Linked DNA regions of Mus musculus: region 2 is linked to region 1. The links are chromatin contacts, called in public HiChIP or PLAC-seq maps. All regions are on one chromosome and are shown on one strand. Each heading gives the region's core, a stretch centred on a gene start, on an enhancer-like site or on the middle of the called end of the contact. The rest is flanking DNA. Distances are from core to core; before and after follow the strand shown. Region 1 holds the start of Acsf2 (acyl-CoA synthetase family member 2). Region 2 holds the start of Slc35b1 (solute carrier family 35, member B1).

The links. HiChIP or PLAC-seq counts read pairs in DNA pulled down with a chosen protein or histone mark.
Region 2: a contact with region 1 is called in an H3K4me3 HiChIP or PLAC-seq map of bone marrow-derived macrophages, with 4 times the contacts expected there. The contact joins the promoter of Slc35b1 here to the promoter of Acsf2 in region 1.

What each region holds. Positions count from the first base shown.
Region 1 is chr11:94,599,829-94,603,269 of GRCm38.p6, forward strand. Acsf2 (acyl-CoA synthetase family member 2) reads right to left here and starts at 1,958. Exons shown (of 16, transcript NM_153807.2): 1 at 1,815-1,958. The coding sequence starts at 1,942.
Region 2 is chr11:95,383,097-95,386,162 of GRCm38.p6, forward strand. It overlaps Slc35b1 (solute carrier family 35, member B1), which reads left to right and starts at 1,760. Exons shown (of 9, transcript NM_016752.3): 1 at 1,760-2,017; 2 at 2,705-2,808. The coding sequence starts at 1,914.

The DNA.
Region 1 (3,441 bases), core at 708-3,207:
ACTTAAAACACAAGTGAGGGCTGGAGAGATGGCTCAGCGGTTAAGAGCACCGACAGCTCTGCCAGAGGTCCTGAGTTCAAATCCCAGCAACCATATGGTGGCTCACAACCACCTATAATGGGATCCGATGCACTCTTTTGGTGTGTGTCTGAAGACAGCTGCAGTGTACTCATATTAAAAAACAAACAGCCGGGCGTGGTGGCGCACGCCTTTAATCCCAGCACTTGGGAGGCAGAGGAAGGTGGATTTCTGAGTTCAAGGCCAGCCTGGTCTACAGAGTGAGTTCCAGGACAGCCAGGGCTACACAGAGAAACTCTGTCTCGAAAAAACCTCCCCCAAAAGAAAGAAAGAAAAGAAAGAAAGAAGGAAAGAAAGAAAGAAAGGAAGGAAGGAAGGAAGGAAGGAAGGAAGGAAGGAAGGAAAAACAAAAACAAAAATCACATGTGCATGGAGCCATGAGCCCCTAGGTCTCCTCAGGAAAGAAGGCAGAGGGATGTTAAAGCACTTCACAGGAGCTGAACATGTACTAACATCAGTGTTAGAGTGCTAATTCACATACATACATACATACACACACACACACACACACACACACACACACACACACACACACACCAGTTTGTTTCTTAATTCTCAGAAGGCACTTAGCTCTCAGAACCTGAGAGTTCCAGCCAAAAAGACATCTTCCAACTTGTCCGTCCAACTTCTTCTCAGGGGGGCTGTCTTTTGATTGGGTGCACAGGGTTTATCTGTTTAGCCCCAACTGTCCTGGAATTTACTTCATAGGCCAAGCTGGCCTTGAACTCAGAAACCCTGGCTCTGCCTTAAAGGTACACACCACTACTCTCATCGGCCTTAGTAGTGTCTTTTAAACTTAGTAGTGTTTTCTGAGACATATTCCTCTTTCTGCCGTGCCTCCACTATTCCTTTCCAAGACCACAGCCTGCACAATAATACGGACAACAGGCTTAGTAGTTTGCCCTTCCGTGCGGTAGAGCAGGATAGGCGATGTGCATACCTACTGGACGCAGAGGATACCACCATTCACCTTGTTGCACAGCCAACTCTCCCAGCTTGGCCTTTCCCCAGCAAGCTCCTGCAGTCCCCTCCGTGTCTGGTCATATTAGATTTATTCAGCCAACTCTCTCCTGCCAACCCCTTTCCCAGATCTTGCACTGAAGACAGATGAAAAAATGGGCCCAGAAGTGGTAATGACTGAAAGGAGGAAGGAAGCCGGGCAGTGGTGGTACAGGTCTTTAGTCTCTGCACTCAGAAGGCAGAGTCAGGCAGATCTCTGTGATTTCAAGGCTAGCCTGGTGTACAGAGCGAGTTTCAGGACAACCACAGCTACAGAGAGAACCCTGCTCCAAAAAGTAGAGGAGGTGGTGGAGGAAAAGAAGGAAGGAAAAGAAAACAAAGGAAGGAAAGATCTGTTATACTCAGTGCCCTGTGGACCCCCAAACGGTCCCCACATTTTTCACGGGAGTTAATACAGCTGAGAGAATGCCCTAGCAGTATTCAGCTCTATTCCTCGGGTGTACTGTTAAAAAGCCTCCACTCCTGGCTCTGTGTACCACATGGGACGCATACAGAATTCTGAACTAGAATTTGAACTCAGCCTGGGACTCCTGTGGCTATGAGCAGCAGCCCCAGATCCCGGGCAGGCCTGGCTTTTCCCTTTGCCTAGGTGGTAGGGTAGTGTGTGTGAGGGCTACCCAGAGTGGGGTCAGCCCCTGCCAAGCACTGCAGAACTCCCAAGTTCCCTTCTCGGGACTGCCCAGCCCCCTCTCTTTTCGGAATGCTGCTCGGGGTACCTGAGAGCGCGGACACTCTGCAACTTCGAGTTCGGCCGAGGGCGAGAGAGCAGCGTCCGGGGGCCCCGCGCCCCCAGGCTCGCGATACACAGCCTCCCGAAGCGCAGCATCCCGTGATAGACAGCCATGGCTCGCTTCCGCCGCGGGTCCGGGCCGGGAGTAAACTTTGAAAGTGAACGAGGCGAGGGTAATTAAGAAGCGGACGGGGAGGCGGGAGGGTCGCTCTGCCTATGGGGTGAGGAGGACTGGGTCCCCGCGGGGCGGGGCGGGGCGGGGCGAGGAGAGGCCGGGAAGTGGCGACTCGGTCCTGGCCACCTTTGCGTGGGAACTGCAGCCCTTCAAGCCCGCCCTCGAAGTCCCGCCCTTGTCCCCCCTCCCCCTCCCGGGGCTCCCAAGACCGGCTCTGCAGCACAATACAGGGCCTTCCTGCAATCATCACTCTAACTTTGGAGGGCCTAAGAGTTTCATAAACGGGAAAACAATCAACAGTCTATATAGAGCCAGATGACAATGCCTGGACTGGTTGGTCCCACGTGCCCAGTAGGGCTTGGGTCACGTGGGGACTTCCTGGGTGCTGAGCTACAGGCCAAAGGAATCTGCCCCGAGTGCCCCTGAGGCCTGCCAACTGGAGCAGAGGGCCTCTGGGGAGAGGAAAGGTAGTTGGGACCTACCGCTCTGATGGGTAAACCCCTCTGTATTCGGAGACCTCCGGGGACCAAGGTGCTAGTCTGGCCAGAGGCTAAGAGTCAGCTTTACTTCGACCTTGCATCCTCCCCACGACTCTGAGAAGAGTACCAGGTAGACAAGATTAGGTGGCATCAGGGACGCGTCTGTTGTATCCTACCTTCCCTCTTTCTGCTCTAGCCTGAAGCCTTAAACACAATTTCCTCAGCTGCTCCCCTAGGCTCCAAAGGACCCTGACTTTGTGACTCAACCCTCTAGCTGTGCCCTTAGGAATGTATTCTAACGTCATCCAAGGAGGATGGGTGACAAGATCTACAAGAGGTGAGTGCTCAGGCTGTGCGCTGGGTGTCCAAAGATGAGTACACTAGTCCTCCACTTTCTAGCTCCTCGTTGTCCTGAACGATCTGGGAAAGAAGAGAAGAAAGGCCCCCGGCCGGGTGGCTTCCCTTCTCCTGACTTGGAATGAAGAAAGCCAGGCAGAGGAACAGTTGGCGGAGGGTGGAGGTTAGCCTGGTGAACCTTTGCCTTGATCTGGTTCAGCTGGGGTCATGACTAATACAGCTACTCCTTCTCTGATCTCCAGAGTGACCAGATATCTCTCTCTTTCTCTCCCTCTCCCTCTCCCTCTGACAGCTTTTTGGAAAGAATCTGTGTTCCGTTGGAGAACAAGTCAAGAGGAGAGACTTTGAAAAGCTGGGCTTGAAACGGCATGATGCCCTCCAAATCAAATGTATACAGTGGTTTCAGACAGCCAGGCCCAGGGAGTGAAGGGTGCTGACTGGTATCCCAAGTTCAGGAGCCAAGCCCTGCCTTGAAGGCTTGGTGGATGACCCTGGACAAATCGTTGATTCCTTCTAGATAAATAATTGTCCTGGCAAAGTGAAGGGTACATTCTGGTCCCCGGGACCCTTTCTCTTCCTGACTAGTCTCTGAGTGAGTCTTG
Region 2 (3,066 bases), core at 510-3,009, 780 kb after region 1:
CAAGGCCAGCCTGTCTACAGAGAGTTCCAGGACAGCCAGTGAAATCCTGTCTTGGAAAAAAATAAAAAACACATGGGGAAACTCAACCCAGGTCAAGTGAATTGTTTGAGGTCCCAGTTGGAAAATAAAAGGCAGAAGTGGAATCCAGACTCACTGTTTGGTTCCCTGGAAGTGTCTGTCTGCTGATTCACTAGAATAAACCAAAGGCCAAGAAAGTAAACGTATAGTGACTCCCAGAAGGAGACACCAGGAAAGGGACAGACCCTATTTTCTCTTAGTCCTCCTAGCCTTGAAAGATGTCTGGCTTGTCCCCAAAGCCTTAGTGAGTCAGGTCCCCAGTGATGGGTGTGGTGCTGCCTGCCTTTCCTTCCTTTGCCTGAGGACGTGCCAAAGGAGCAAGCCTGCTTAGAGGAAAGCAACCCAAGACCCACAACTGCTTGACAATTGGGACTGTTATTAGGTAGGGGACTTGGTGACCTGGTGTTAAGTCTTGCTTTTGCAATTCTAGCAAAGCAGGTGAAGACCCAACTGTTAAATCAGGGAGAAGTCCATGGATGAGACCAAAAATAGGAAGAGGTGTGGTGTGGTGTGGTGTGGTGTGGTGTGTGTGTGTGTGTGTGTGTGTTGCTTCATTGGAGAGTTGGAAGGTCTTGAAGAAAATTTACTTAAGAAGTTGGAAGGGAGCCAGGCAGTGGTGGCGCACTCCTTTAATCCCAGCACTTGGGAGGCTGAGGCAGGCAGATTTCTGAGTTCGAGGTCAGCCAGGTCTACAGAGTGAGTTCCAGGACAGCCAGGGCTACACAGAGAAACCTGTCTCGAAAAACCAAAAAAAAAAAAAAAAAAAAAAAAACACTCGGAAGGGAGGTAAAGAGAAAAGGATTGTAAATTCAACATTATTCTACATAGCAGATTCGAGGACAGCCTGCGCTACATGTGATTATGTCTTTTGTTGTTTTTTAAAAGGCATTTCAATAAATTGAATTTTTCACCTCGAAGAGGTGAGGAAATACGATTAGAGTTGAGAAAATATGATGACTAATACTCCAAACTTGCACAGCACACTTAACAGTTTATAAAACACTTTGGTAAACCTTAGCTCATTTAATCCTCACACCGTTCAATGAGTGACAGGGTGGTTATTACTAATTACCCCTCGTTTGCAGAGCGAGAAAACTGTAGCTCGGAATTTAAGCAACACGTGATGTGCTGCCTCTAAGTGATAAGAGCCCTGACCTATCACAGAGCCTGCCCGGTGGCTCCCTGCCCAAAGAAGAGGACCTGGACTTCTTAGCCAGGTCTTGAACACAGGGTAGACAGGGTTGGAGTCGCTAACGTTGGGCAGCGGCTAGAGGGCGCTACGGCTCTATGAAGCGTTCTTGGCGTTAGGACCCAGCCGAGGCCTGACAGCCAACTGCAAAAAAAAAAAAAAGCCTTTAATTCTCTTCTGGCCTCACCGCCTCTTTCTCCGCCCATCTGTCTATTTTCGCTCTGCGGAGCCAATTGATAACATCCACATACTTATACGTCATCACTATACGCCGCGTAATCGCCTAGGCCTCCCCACCGAGCTCCAGCTTGTAGATGTCCTCGGCGTTGCCTGATCGGAAAAACCTAAAAGAGGAGACAATAACCTCGATATGGCTGGCTTTCCTGGCCACCAGGAATGGAGCCAAGATCTTAAAGCCTTCCTTCTTTCCTAGAACGCTCCTGCCGGGGCAGGAGGCATTTCCCTCTCGGAAGCTCTGAGCTGGCATATCTGGAGGTAGCTGCTCCGGCCTACGAGCCGGCGGTCGCACGCAGCTCCTATGAGGTCCCTGCCGCCGGCCGGCGATGTCCGCCTGGAGCTTTCGCCTTCGCCGCCGGTACCGCTACCTGCTCTGAACGGATCTTCGGCCGACTCGTCCGTGCGTCTCATGGCCGCTAGTAGATCCCTGGTGCCTGATCGGCTGCGCCTGCCGCTCTGCTTCTTGGGTGTCTTTGTCTGCTATTTCTACTATGGGATCCTGCAGGAGAAGATGTGAGCAGACCCTTGAGGGGGCAGGACTCCTAGCATCCCCCAGCCAGGGCCGGAATTCAGTCTCCACCATCCATTTTACGGTCTAGTCTTCAGGCTTCCTGTGTCTGGTACAGGGTTTTCTCTTCTCCGGCTCGGCCCTCTGACCTTTTTTTGCACCCTGCTATTATACATTGCTAGCTGAGCATCCTTGTAATTCTAAAATTTCAGGGCCGGCCTCTGGAGTTTTAGAACGCGATTTTTTTTTTCCCTTTAGATATTTTTACTTTTGTTGATTCCAAGAGTGCTCCGTGACCTGAGCCAGGTCTTATTTTATTTTATTTTTAGAAAGCCCCGAGGTGTTTGCAGACCGTTAATCTTCTTGCTCTGGGTCTTGCCTTTTTTTTTTTTTTTTCTCCTACGGGGGATACTTTTGTTCAGCTGTCTTGACTTTTTTTTTTTCTCCTACCTGTGTCCTTTACGGATATTTTTTCCTTAGGCTATGGTAGCAGTAGGTTGGCGTCTACTGTTTAGACTTAGTTTTTAGGCTTAAATCAAATCGTCTCCTTTGGGTAAATGAGCTCAGTAATCCTTCCTAACTCTAACTACACCCACAAAAGCATGATACTTCCAAAGCTCTCAGTGGATCTGAACATACTTGATGCCACCGAGTAGCACACACTAATTGCTTTTTTATGTGTTTCGTCTTAGCACAAGAGGGAAGTATGGAGAAGGACCCAAACAGGAGACATTCACCTTTGCCTTAACTTTGGTTTTCATCCAGTGTGTGATCAATGCTATGTTTGCCAAGATCTGTGAGTACCTCATAGTAATTTGTTGGGCTCACTCTCCTTCCTCCCATATTCTGGGCATAGACGTGGATTCATCTTTAAAAATCAAAGTTTTCCCTACCTCCACACCCTTGAGTATTTAAACAGCTTCTCTACAGACTGTAAAACCAATGGCTGTGAAATGAGATTAAAATATTAGGCCTCTAAATTATACCAACTTTTTAGTTGGAGACGACTGGGCCGTCTATATTCCAAATCCCCATTGAAAGCCCTTAGAACATT